Linked DNA regions of Mus musculus: region 2 is linked to region 1. The links are chromatin contacts, called in public HiChIP or PLAC-seq maps. All regions are on one chromosome and are shown on one strand. The core of a region is the stretch at or near the end of the contact, and the rest is flanking DNA. Distances in the headings are between cores, read along the strand shown. Region 1 has its middle 18 kb from the start of Gm31990. Region 2 holds the start of Pfkfb3 (6-phosphofructo-2-kinase/fructose-2,6-biphosphatase 3).

Region 1 (6,218 bases), core at 1,170-3,669:
ATGTCTTAGTGGGTTCTTTTTTTTTTTTTTTTTTTTTTTTTTTTAAAGAAAGTTTTAACACTCCTCCATTGTTGGTGGGATTGCAGGCTTGTACAACCACTCTGGAAATCAGTCTGGCGGTTCCTCAGAAAATTGAACATAGTGCTACCGGAGGATCCAGCAATACCTCTCCTGGGCATATACCCAGAAGATGCCCCAACTGGTAAGAAGGACACATGCTCCACTATCTTCATAGCAGCCTTATTTATAATAGCCAGAAGCTGGAAAGAACCCAGATGCCCCTCAACAGAGGAATGGATACAAAAAATGTGGTACATCTACACAATGGAGTACTACTCAGCTATTAAAAAGAATGAATTTATGAAATTCCTAGCCAAATGGATGGACCTGGAGGGCATCATCCTGAGTGAGGTAACACATTCACAAAGGAACTCACACAATATGTACTCACTGATAAGTGGATATTAGCCCCAAACCTAGGATTCCCAAGATATAAGATACAATTTGCTAAACACATGAAACTCAAGAAGAATGAAGACTGAAGTGTGGACACTATGCCCCTCCTTAGAATTGGGAACAAAACACCCATGGAAGGAGTTACAGAGACAAAGTTTGGAGCTGAGATGAAAGGATGGACCATGTAGAGACTGCCATATCCAGGGATCCACCCCATAATCAGCATCCAAACGCTGACGCCATTGCATACACTAGCAAGATTTTATCGAAAGGACCCAGATGTAGCTGTCTCTTGTGAGACTATGCCGGGGCCTAGCAAACACAGAAGTGGATGCTCACAGTCAGCTAATGGATGGATCACAGGGCTCCCAATGGAGGAGCTAGAGAAAGAACCCAAGGAGCTAAAGGGATCTGCAACCCTATAGGTGGAACAACATTATGAACTAACCAGTACCCCGGAGCTCTTGACTCTAGCTGCATATGTATCAAAAGATGGCCTAGTCGGCCATCACTGCAAAGAGAGGCCCATTGGACTTGAAAACTTTATATGCCCCAGAACAGGGGAACGCCAGGGCCAAAAAGGGGGAGTGGGTGGGTAGGGGAGTGGGGGTGGGTGGGTATGGGGGAGTTTTGGTATAACATTGAAAATGTAAATGAGCTAAATACCTAATAAAAAATGGAAAAAAAAGAAAGTTTTATTGGATATTTATGTATACCAAAAAAAAATTATTTGGGTGTAGTTGTGTATGCCAACAACCCCAATACTTAGGCTAAGGCAGGAGGATCACAAGTTTGAGGCCAGCCTGGGTTGTATAAGGAAACTCTATCCATCTGCTAAAAAAGGTAGGCTCACATCCATGGGTCATCACCCTAAGATGCTAAATGTCCACATCTCCTCCACGAACTTCCTTGAGTTTTTGTGTGTGTGAGGGGGGGGTAGTTTTATAGCATGCCCTGTTTGTTTGGATTTTTGTATGTCTGTTAAGATGTTCACTTGAAATCTATCTTCGTAACATATTCTGAAGGACACACTATGGGGCTGGATTGATGGCCACAGTGGTTTAAAAGCATAGCTGCTCTTCCAGAGAACCCAGGTTTGATTCCCAACATCTGCATGGTGGCTAGCAACCATCTCTAACTCCAGTTCCTTGGGACCCAAACCCTCTTTGACCTTCTCAGGCTCTTGTATACACACACACACACACACACACACACACACACACACAGAGAGAGAGAGAGAGAGAGAGAGAGAGAGAGAGAGAGAGAGAGATACACCCAGGCATATACACACACATAAACTAAAGTTCCTGGCCCCCTCCATTCTTTTCTATGAACCTAAACACTCTAGATGCCTCATGTAGGTGGATATACTCCCCCATATCTATAATGCTCATTATGGACCAGTGTGATTCTGAAGCAATCTCTCTCAGAATCACACAGGATGTTGCAAACCCCTCCTCCAACACAGAACACTTTGGATAGTCACATTATAAATCTCAAGAGATTGAGGAGGTGTCTCAATCGATAAAGGTGCTTGCTACTCAAGCCTGAGGACCTGAATTCAAATGCTGAGGCCACACATGAAAATGCAGAACATGGCCACATGCATCCTGTAATCACAAAATCGTGTAGGGAAAGGACAGGAGGCTCGCCGAAGCATGGTGGCTGCTACCCTACCTCCAGGTTTGCCGAGAAACTCTGGCTCAGGGAAATAAAGTAGAATGACACAGCAGGACACCCAGTGTGACTCTCTGACCTCTGCACACACGTGTATAATACCACACACATAAACGCACTTAAATAAATGCATCATAAATCACAACCTCCCAGGCTGAGATCTTGCTAAGCCAACTGTGTTGTGCAACTCTGATTAAAAATGACTGAATTCAAACCGATGAGCTGTGGCAGAGAGCACCACTCAGACATAATCCAGTTTGGCTGGGATCCCAGCAGAGAGGTCAAAAAGGCTGATCAGTGCATATTGGCATAGTCAGGACTGGCCCCAAGCAAGGCCCCATTAGCTATGGGGTAAAGCACATTGTTCAAACCGACAAGGCATACATCACCAGGGGCAAATGAACAATGAACACTCATTCCCAAAGGCAGAGGCTGGTGTCCATCGCCAGGAGCTTTGGCAGACAGAATAAGATGTACAGGCTTCAGTGAGTCAGATGGAGTAAGAGTGTGGGGTAAGCATGTGGCTGCCCAGAGACAGTCAATGGAGGGAAACAGCCTAAAGAAAAATGAGATTGCAAGAATCTGTCTTACTGGGACCTGAGTCTAGATGGCTTGGACCAACACTTCCTGCCCCATGCTCAGGAGAAACCTTGGGCAAGAGTGAAACTTCATTTGACTCTCAGCCTCTTCTGCCTCTTCACCAAGCACAACCGAGAGTATTTTTCCTTGAAATTATTTAACTAGTCATACTGGAAAACTTGGTCAACTATTTAGAGTAGTGGGAGCATTGATAGATTGTATCAAGTAACACTTATGTTGGTGGGTTGTTTTGTTTTGTTTTGTTTTTTTAACTAGGTATTTTCTTCATTCACATTTCAAATGCTATCCCAAATGTCCTCCATACCCCCCCACCCCCACCCACCCACTCCTACTTCTTGGCCCTGGCATTCCCCTGTACCGGGGCATATAAAGTTTGCAAGACCAAGGGGCCAACTAGGCCATCTTCTGCTACATATGCAGCTAGAGACACAAGCTCAGGGGTACTGGTTAGTTCGTATTGCTGTTCCACCTATAGGGTTGCAGACCCCTTCAGCTCCTTGGGTACTTTCTCTAGCTCCTCCATTGGGGGCCCTGTGTGCCATCCAATAGCTGACTGTGATCATCCATTTCTGTGTTTGCTAGGCCCTGGCATAGTCTCACAAGAGACAGCTATATCAGGGTCATTTCAGAAAAATCTTGCTGGCATATGCAATAGTGTCAGCTTTTGGAGGCTGATTATGGGATGGATCCCCGGGTGTGGCAGTCTATAGACGGTCCATCCTTTCATCTCAGCTCCAAACTTTGTCTCTGTAACTCCTTCCATGAGTGTTTTGTTCCCAATTCTAAGAAGGGGCAAAGTGTCCACACTTTAGTCTTCGTTCTTCTTCAGTTTCATGTGTTTTGCAAATTGTATCTTGTATCTTGGTTATTCAAAGTTTCTGGGCAAATCCACTTCTCAGTGACTACATATCATGTGAGTTCTTTTGTGATTGGATTACCTCACTCAGGATGATACCCTCTATGTCCATCCATTTGCCTAGGGATTTCATAAATTCATTCTTTTTAATAGCTGAGTAATGTGGTACATTGTGTAAATGTACCACATTTTCTGTATCCATTCCTCTGTTGAGGGACAACTGGGTTCTTTCCAGCTTCTGGCTATTATAAATAAGGCTGCTATGAACATAGTGGAGCACGTGTACTTCTTACCAGTTAGAACATCTTCTGGATATATGCCCAGGAGAGGTATTGCGGGATCCTCCGGTAGTACTATGTCCAATTTTCTGAGGAACCGCCAGACTGATTTCCAGAGTGGTTGTACAAGCTTGCAATCCCACCAACAATGGAGGAGTGTTCCTCTTTCTCCACATCCTCGCCAGCATCTGCTGTCACCTGAAATTTTGATCTTAGCCGTTCTGACTGGTGTGAGGTGGAATGTCAGGGTTGTTTTGACTTGCATTTCCCTGATGATTAAGGATGCTGAACATTTTTTCAGGTGCTTCTCAGCCATTCAGTATTCCTCAGGTGAGAATTCTTTGTTTGGCTCTGAGCCCCATTTTTTAATGGGGTTATTTGATTTTCTGGAGTCCACCTTCCTGAGTTCTTTATATATATTGGATATTAGTCCCCTATCCGATTTAGGATAGGTAAAGATCCTTTCCCAATCTGTTGGTGGCCTTTTTGTCTCATTGACAGTGTCTTTTGCCTTACAGAAGCTTTGCAATTTTATGAGGTCCCATTTGTCCATTCTCAATCTTACAGCACAAGCCATTGCTGTTCTATTCAGGAATTTTCCCCCTGTGCCCATATCTTTGAGGCTTCTCCCCACTTTCTCCTCTATAAGTTTCAGTGTCTCTGGTTTTATGTGGAGTTCCTTGATCCACTTAGATTTGACCTTTGTACAAGGAGATAAGAATGGATCAATTCGCATTCTTCTACATGATAACAGCCAGTTGTGCCAGCACCATTTGTTGAAAATGCTGTCTTTTTTCCACTGGATGGTTTTAGCTCCCTTGTCAAAGATCAAGTGACCATGGGTGTGTGGGTTAATTTCTGGGTCTTCAATTCTATTCCAATGGTCTACTTGTCTGTTGCTATACCAGTACCATGCAGTTTTGATCACAATTGCTCTGTAGTACAGCTTGAGGTCAGGCATAGTGATTCCACCAGAGGTTCTTTTATCATTGAGAAGAGTTTTAGCTATCCTAGGTTTTTTGTTATTCCAGATGAATTTGCAAATTGCCCTTTCTAATCCGTTGAAGAATTGAGTTGGAATTTTGATGGGGATTGCATTGAATCTGTAGATTACTTTTGGCAAGATAGCCATTTTTACTATATTGATCCTGCCAATCCATGAGCATGGGAGATCTTTCCATCTTCTGAGATCTTTGATTTCTTTCTTCAGAGATTTGAAGTTCTTATCATACAGATCTTTCACTTCCTTAGTTAGAGTCACGCCAAGGTATTTTATATTATTTGTGACTATTGTGAAGGGTGTTGTTTCCCTAATTTCTTTCTCAGCCTGTTTATCCTTTGTGTAGAGAAAGGCCATTGACTTGTTTGAGTTAATTTTATATCCAGCTACTTCACTGAAGCTGTTTATCAGGTTTAGGAGTTCTCTGGTGGAATTTTTAGGGTCACTCATATATACTATCATATAATCTGCAAATAGTGATATTTTTACTTCTTCCTTTCCAATTTGTATCCTCTTGATCTCCTTTTGTTGTCTAATTGCTCTGGCTAGGACTTCAAGTACTATATTGAACAGGTAGGGAGGAAGTGGGCAGCCTTGTCTAGTCCCTGATTTTAGTGGGATTGCTTCCAGCTTCTCACCATGTACTTTGATGTTGGCTACTGGCCTGCTGTAGATTGCTTTTATTATGTTTAGGTATGGGCCTTGAATTCCTGATCTTTCCAAGACTTTTATCATGAATGGGTGTTGGATTTTGTCAAATGCTTTCTCAGCATCTAACGAGATGATCATGTGTTTTTTTGTCTTTGAGTTTGTTTATATACTGGATTACATTGATGGATTTCCGTATATTGAACCATCCCTGCATCCCTGGAATAAAACCTACTTGGTCAGGGTGGATGATTGCTTTAATGTGTTCTTGGATTCGGTTAGCAAGAACTTTATTGAGGATTTTTACATTGATATTCATAAGGGAAATTGGTCTGAAGTTCTCTATTATTGTTGGGTCTTTGTGTGACTTAGGTATCAGAGTAATTGTGGCTTCATAGAATGAATTGGGTAGCGTACCTTCTGTTTCTATTTTGTGGAATAGTTTGTGAAGAACTGGAATTAGATCTTCTTTGAAGGTCTGATAGAACTCTGCACTAAACCCATCTGGTCCTGGGCTTTTTTTGGTTGGGAGACTATTGATGACTGTTTGTATTTCTTTAGGGGATATGGGACTGTTTAGGTCATTAATCTGATCCTGATTTAACTTTGGTACCTGGTATCTGTCTAGAAATTTGTCCATTTCATCCAGGTTTTCCAGTTTTGTTGTATATGGCCTTTCTGCTTTGGTTTTTTATCAGACTAT
Region 2 (6,218 bases), core at 1,288-3,787, 37 kb after region 1:
TGAAAAACAGTTAAAAAAAAAAAAAAAAAAAAGATTTAGGTGAGTGAAAATCTACAAGAGGCTGGGTGTGGTAGCACACACTCTTAATCCCATTTAAGTTGAAGCCAGGCCAGCCAGGGTCACTGGAGACCTTATCTCAGAAAGAAGAAAGAAAAATAGAAAGGAAGGAAGGAAAGACAGTCAGTCTGTCCACAAGATTCCCAGTGTCAGTAGAAAAGAAGTAACTTATTTAAAAAAACAAAACAAAACAAAAAAAAAAACCTATTTTCTCTATTGCAGTAAAACCAAATTTAGTATAGGGGGGGAAAAACATTTAAAATACGGATATGCTTTTAAAACCCCTGGCTGCAGATATTTGTATGTGAAAGAATGTGTCTGACTACACATTCTTTCACATACACACCAGTCTCACACACAAGAATTCCAGAAGTGAGCGAGCTGGTCATCTTAATCTGTCAGCTTTAGGCACATCCGCTTTCAACTCTACATGGTTCCAACAGCAATTCTGTGCAAATCTCTGAGCTCCGACAGACGTGCAAGCTCGTGGAATCTAGCGATCAGGGTCTGCAGCCTGGGGGAGGCCCCGCTGCACGGTGATGTCTTTCACTGAGCCAGTGTCACTGAACTTGGGTTCTTGCAAAAGCTGCCATGGTTCTCTCAGACCCAAACAAGGGAAGAATGTATTCTGCAATCACATGGCTGTACACATACATAGAAAACCAGGCCCTATTGTTTGACCAATTTCAGTTTAAAAAATAGAAAACGCTATAATCTGCCTGACTAAAAAGTCCAGAAGCAGCATGCTGTCTAAATTTGACCAACTTACCAACTTTCCCTGTTTTTATTATTATTATTATTATTATTATTATTATTATTATTTATTGACAGGGTCTCACTGTGTAGTCCAGGTTCATGATTCTTTGACCTTAGTTTCCCAGCTACAGTGTAATGAGATTATAGGTGTCCCACAGGCTTGGTTTTACCCTGGGGCATTTTCATAAAGGTGGCCCCGGTGCATAAACGTGTCTGACAGGGTTTGGGGAAGAACCCTTGCCAAGCCCTTACCTCTGACTTACTTGAGCAAAAGAAAAGGAGACTGTCTTGGGGACAGAGTTCCACCGAAGCCCACAGGTCCAGCAGGGAAGACCTGCTAGAGGTCTCATACTGCACCACAGGGAGGCAGGGAAACCAGTAAGTGACTCAGACCCACAAAGCTCCGAGAGCTGTCATGTCCTGTGATGGCCATCCTGAGAAACGTGACAGCAGAGAAACCTACCCTGCAGCCTGGTGTTCCAGTGTCCCAGGGTGACAGGAAACCACCTCCCAGTTTTGCCAGTAGATTCTCAAACTACAAACGTGATGTGAGCAACGTGTCCACTGGGCAGCTCGCTCCTGTTTACCCCCGTGGGCTCCTGGGCCTGCTGCCTGGGAGGGAAGCATTGCCTTAGAGCAATTCCATCCGCTCTTCCCAGAGGCACCTCTTCCTATCTAGGGATGGAAGTGAATGAAACCTTCCCAAATCGTTCACAGCAGCAACAGGTGAGGCACTAAGAGAAACTGCCAGCAAATTCCGTGCTCCGGGTAAACGAGTGCGTCTGTAATACAACACTAGTCACCAACCCATAAACCATCCCTGCAACCAAGGATCTGCAGTCACGGGAGTGACGGCGAAGATGGAAATATACAGAGGTGCAAAGATCCGAGGAAGAAAAAAGACCGTGAACCAGAGGAGACCCAAAGAAAAGGGGGCGTTGGTGTGGGCGGCCGCGCCCCTGCTGCAGTCGGCCAGGGTGACTCCGGAGCAGCCAGGTCTCTCCAGCCTCTGGGAGGCGCTGGCCCAGAGAGCCCAGGCCGGGCCGGGCACACAGGAGGTTTCCGGAGCCACAGCGCCCCTTCTGCCCAGCCTGGGAGACGCAGCCGGCCGCCACCCCCGCCTCGCCGGGCCGGGCCGACCGGCACGAGTGCGCTTCCCGCAGAGGGGAACCGGCACAAAGCCGCTGCACACACAATGGCCGGGCTCTGCACGCGGCGCAATCTACAACCTAGCCCCCCACGTGGCTGCCTGCACTCACATCTGGGCAACGAGGGTCGGTGATCGACGGGCACCCAGATCTTCTGTACCCGGCTCTGGGTCAGTTCCAACGGCATCTTCGTAGCTGTATTCGGCGACCCGCCACCCCTGGAGGAAAGACTCCGACTTGGGGAGAAGAGCAGCAGCAGATCCCCCCGGAACAAAGGACAGGAAGGGTGCGTCCGCCTGCACGCGGCTGGGCGCTCCCTTGCACTGCTTTGGAAAATGTGCTTTGTGCGGAGTCTCGGAGGAAGGATCGCCTGAGCGGAGACACGAGACAGATGAGAGCGGCGTGGAGTTGCGGCTGCTGCACTGCTGACTAGTCGGCTCTGTTCAAAAGCTCAGGGATGCTCCAGCGCAGTGACAGCCACGGTCCCAACACCCAGCACTGCCACTTGCTCCTCTCCAGTTCTGTCGGGATGCCACACGCACTGCCCGGCCTTTTAAGATCTGACCGGTAGCGCGGCGCGTCAGCCTCGGGGCGGGCCGCATTCTTTGCGTCCCAGCCCCCTTTCACGTGGAGAGAAGGGTGGGCAAGGCCAAGAGACAGCCTGCTGCCGCCCCCTGCGGGTGGACGAGAGCAGCACGCTCTGTTCCTGCAACCCAGGCTGGTTCTTTCGTCCTCCTTTCCGTCCCTAAGTTTATTCCCTAAGGGCGCAAGACAGGAACGGAGTCCCCAAATAATTCCAGCCACTTTCCTCATCTGTGCTTGGAAGGCAGCAGCGATCTGATAATGTCCAATGTGGTTCGTTGACAGTCCTCCACCCCTACACACACACACACACACACACACACACACACAGAGCTAGAGCTATGTAAAAGCATCTTCCCAGTTCAGCCTTACAAGCCGTGGGAGCCCCAACACCATGCACCATAGTTACATGATTTGGGGACTGGCTCAGTCCAAGTGAAGACGCAGGTCAGAGCTGCCTCCTGGTAACACCTGTGCATTATCGCCCACTATGTCCCCTGCCATTGCTGACACTGCCACCTCCGGGCACGGGCGCATACTTTTCCTGAATCCCCGGGAAACATGCTTGGGTAGTGTTGCTACCCCTCACTCAGTGCTACCGTGCCTGGCGCTTGAAGGGGGGCAATAAATAAATAAGGAAGGAAGGAAGGTTCGACCGAAAAGGAACTTTGGGATGCGGGGGGCGGTTGGTATTATTTTCCCTTTCAACATGGGCCATATTCCATACCCCTTCTGCAAGTAGTGATTAAAAGTAGACCCCATTCCCTCTCCCATTACCGGACTATGAGCCCCAAAGTAACTATCAAGGGACAGCTAGATCCTAAATTCATGTCACCCACCCAACCCCCACGCGCCCGCTCTAGCACACCGGCTATATTTTGTTTGATGTGAACATGCCCTCGCTTCCTTTCCGATTTTTGCACTTTGCATAGGCTGGAGATACATGCATAACAGGCAATCGTTGAACCGCCAGAGTTCATTTATTCAGCGACGATCTAAGGGATCTTTCGGTGAGGACCGCTGCACGGGAGGCCGTGGAGACAAGACACTTTAAATGTGATTTTAGCGAAGGAAGCCTCCGCTCAGAAGATCTGCCTTGCTTAGCGCAAGCTGCACACGTCGCGGTGAAGCTGAGCTGTGATTGGAGGCGCTCGCGGAACCCCACACTGCAGTGGAAAAGTCTGCGCAGAGGCTGCCACACGTCGCGCACGTCCTGCATGCTCTGCTGGGAGGGCGCCGGCCCCCCGGCGGCGGGCGCAGCTGCTCTGTTCCCAACCCAGCCCGCCCCGCCTGGGGCCTCCGCCTTGCCTTCTCCGGCAGCCTGGCGAGCTTAGGAGACCTGGAGCTCACCTGGCGAGTAGCCCTTGGGAACCTCCCAGCTCTAACCGCCATTCCTGCACCCTGCTCTCCGGTACCACCCTCCTCAATACCTGTCCCCAACCCCAGGACAGCTTTGCTGACCTTCCGATTTCTGTGCTCAGGCAGCTGTTCAGAAAGAAACCCGGTGCATTACATTTAAACTTGTTTTTCTTCAGTGAGAGCAAATGCCAGAGGTGACACCCTAGAAAGCCCAAGGGAGAATCTCGCTCCACTCCTGAAATTAGAATGGACTGACTCGACAAGGAAAACATCTAGTAGTCTCCAGAAGGGTTCCCTTACTGGTATTTGCAAGCTGAGGGGGAGGGGGAAGGGATGGGGGTGAGAGTGCATCCCTGCCAGGAGACTCCCCACTCCCGACTCCCAATAACCATAGTGCACCTGGACGCTTGTAAAGTTTCCACTAGGTTTTCTGTTTGTTTTGCTTTGTTTGAGACAGTTTTCCTATGCAGCCCAGGCCGGCCTCAAGCTTGCTCCTTTCTCAGCCTGGTATTACAGGCCTGTGCCATGTTCCCAGGTGCCCGCTTGAGTTTGCACACACCTACAAGCCAGGCAAATGGCCAGATGTCAAAGCTTAGGAACAGATTGCTGGGAACCGCCAGGGAGAACGTGGTGGGAATGGTACCAGTGGAGAACGATCTTTTATTTCTCTTTTATCATGTTTAAATCTCTCGATTTAAGGTCAGTCCTCAAGTCAGGTGGCAGCTAAGCATTCTCAGATGGGGCAGTTTTCCTTTCCTGGAGTCAACAATGTAGTGGGTACCCAGAACAAACACTAAGTTCTCCAGTCACTTCTGCTACCAGGTAGGTAAAGGGAAATCACCTTTACCCTGCCTAGGGCTCCAGATATCTAGGAAAGGGTGGAATGTGAGGCACACAGCTGAATTCACACTTGTTTGTTGGTCCTCTGAAGCTGTCGGCTTGCAACCACAGGTAAAAGCTGTGTTTGTGGAAGGCAAAACTGCTCCAACATGATCCTCCTTAGGACCAACCTTGCTACACCTACATTCAAAGGTTTCCTCCTCAGCTTTGCTGTTTAGACATCCTTCCAATTCCTCCCTTAGTTCTGTTAATACACCCTTATCTTTACCTCAAACGCAGTCCCCTAGGGCTTCACTAACTCCCAGGTTCCCAGGTGGATATTATGAACTCAGCTCTTTAGAAGACACAGCCAAGAATGTGAACATTCTTTAAGTCGGGTGACTTATAGCCAGGTGACTCCAATCACTAGGACTGATTGACAACTTCCTTTAGATTGAGTCACAATCTAGACCCTGCTAAAGCCAAAAGAAAGTACTGTGCATTCTAGTCCACATTCCACAGCCCTCTACCCCTTGTCTACAGGAAGGAGCGAAGGGAAGATTGGAGATTAGAAAGGTCAAGGAATCGAGTCAAAGACCAAGGAGGAAGGAAGGCAGTTAGGAAGAAGGTTTGTGCGGGGTGAATTGTTTTGTTTTAGAAACAGGGTCTCATGTAACCCATACCATCAAGAGATCATAAGCATGAGCCCTCACGCCTGGTTTATATGATGCTGAGGACTGAACCTGAAGTTCCATGCATACTAGGCAAGTATTCTACCAACTGAGGGACATTCCCAGCCGTGTGTGTGTGTGTGTGTGTGTGTGTGCGCGTGTTTATGTGCATGTGTGTGTGTATGTACGTGTGTGTATGTATGTGCGTATGTGTGTGTGCGTGTGTATGTGCATGTGTGTGTATGTGTGTGTATGTGCGTGCGTGTGTGTGTGTATGTGTGTGTGTGTGTGTATGTGTGTGTATGTGCATGTGTGTGTGTGTGTGTGTGTGTGTGTGTGTATGTACGTGTGTGTGTGTGTGTGTGTGTGTGTGTGTGTGTGTGTGTTAAGGTGATCACATACTTGACACAAGCAGCAGAACGCTGTCCCTCCCAGGTGGTCATATTACACACCCACACCCACACCCACACCCACAAGAGCGCTGAGAAGAACCCTAAGCAAAGGAAGACCGGACTGTTACTCAGCTTCACCTGACACAGTTAAGCTGCCCCGGGTGAAATGTCCCACCTAACACACGCTGGAGTGCTCTATGTGTGAATTCAGTGAGCCAGGTCTAACCTTAGCAAAAAGGACATGGAAGTGTTTTTCTCACCACAACCTTTGTTTCTATTCTCTGGCCAGTGTCACCAAGTCCTTCCCAGAGTCGCCAAGATGTGGTTATCAACAGCAGCAGCACGTGACTCCGTTGCCTTACTCTTACACCAGCTCCTTAGACTTAAACATTTAAACCTCCTTGGTGCCTGTGCCTCCTCCCCAGGGAAAGCTG

The links. HiChIP or PLAC-seq counts read pairs in DNA pulled down with a chosen protein or histone mark.
Region 2: a contact with region 1 is called in a CTCF HiChIP or PLAC-seq map of the NIH/3T3 cell line, with 15 read pairs. The contact joins the promoter of Pfkfb3 here to the enhancer-like site in region 1. A contact is called at or near these places in 3 of 15 datasets of contacts at CTCF or cohesin (CD8 T cells, the NIH/3T3 cell line and embryonic stem cells), 6 of 484 Hi-C or Micro-C datasets (the AML12 cell line, the C2C12 cell line, embryonic stem cells and 2 more), 12 of 115 datasets of contacts at active chromatin or transcription factors (CD8 T cells, the HPC-7 cell line, the SCID.adh cell line and 7 more) and 2 of 9 other capture datasets (adipose tissue and pancreatic islet).

The regions. Positions count from the first base shown.
Region 1 is chr2:11,462,407-11,468,624 of GRCm38.p6, forward strand. No RefSeq gene overlaps it. Among named protein-coding and RNA genes, the nearest start is that of Gm31990, 18 kb to the left of the region's middle. Within about 2 kb of position 2,420, at least 41 of the 459 cell types and tissues checked have an H3K27ac peak or open chromatin away from gene starts, as enhancers often do. A contact at or near this core is called in the C2C12 cell line, the NIH/3T3 cell line and pancreatic cancer cells, where this site is marked.
Region 2 is chr2:11,499,553-11,505,770 of GRCm38.p6, forward strand. Pfkfb3 (6-phosphofructo-2-kinase/fructose-2,6-biphosphatase 3) reads right to left here and starts at 2,538. Exons shown (of 18, transcript NM_001177753.1): 1 at 2,073-2,538. The coding sequence starts at 2,148. It overlaps Gm52500 (a long non-coding RNA gene), which reads left to right and starts at 2,458. Exons shown (of 3, transcript XR_003953759.1): 1 at 2,458-3,954; 2 at 4,602-4,724; 3 at 6,074-6,218.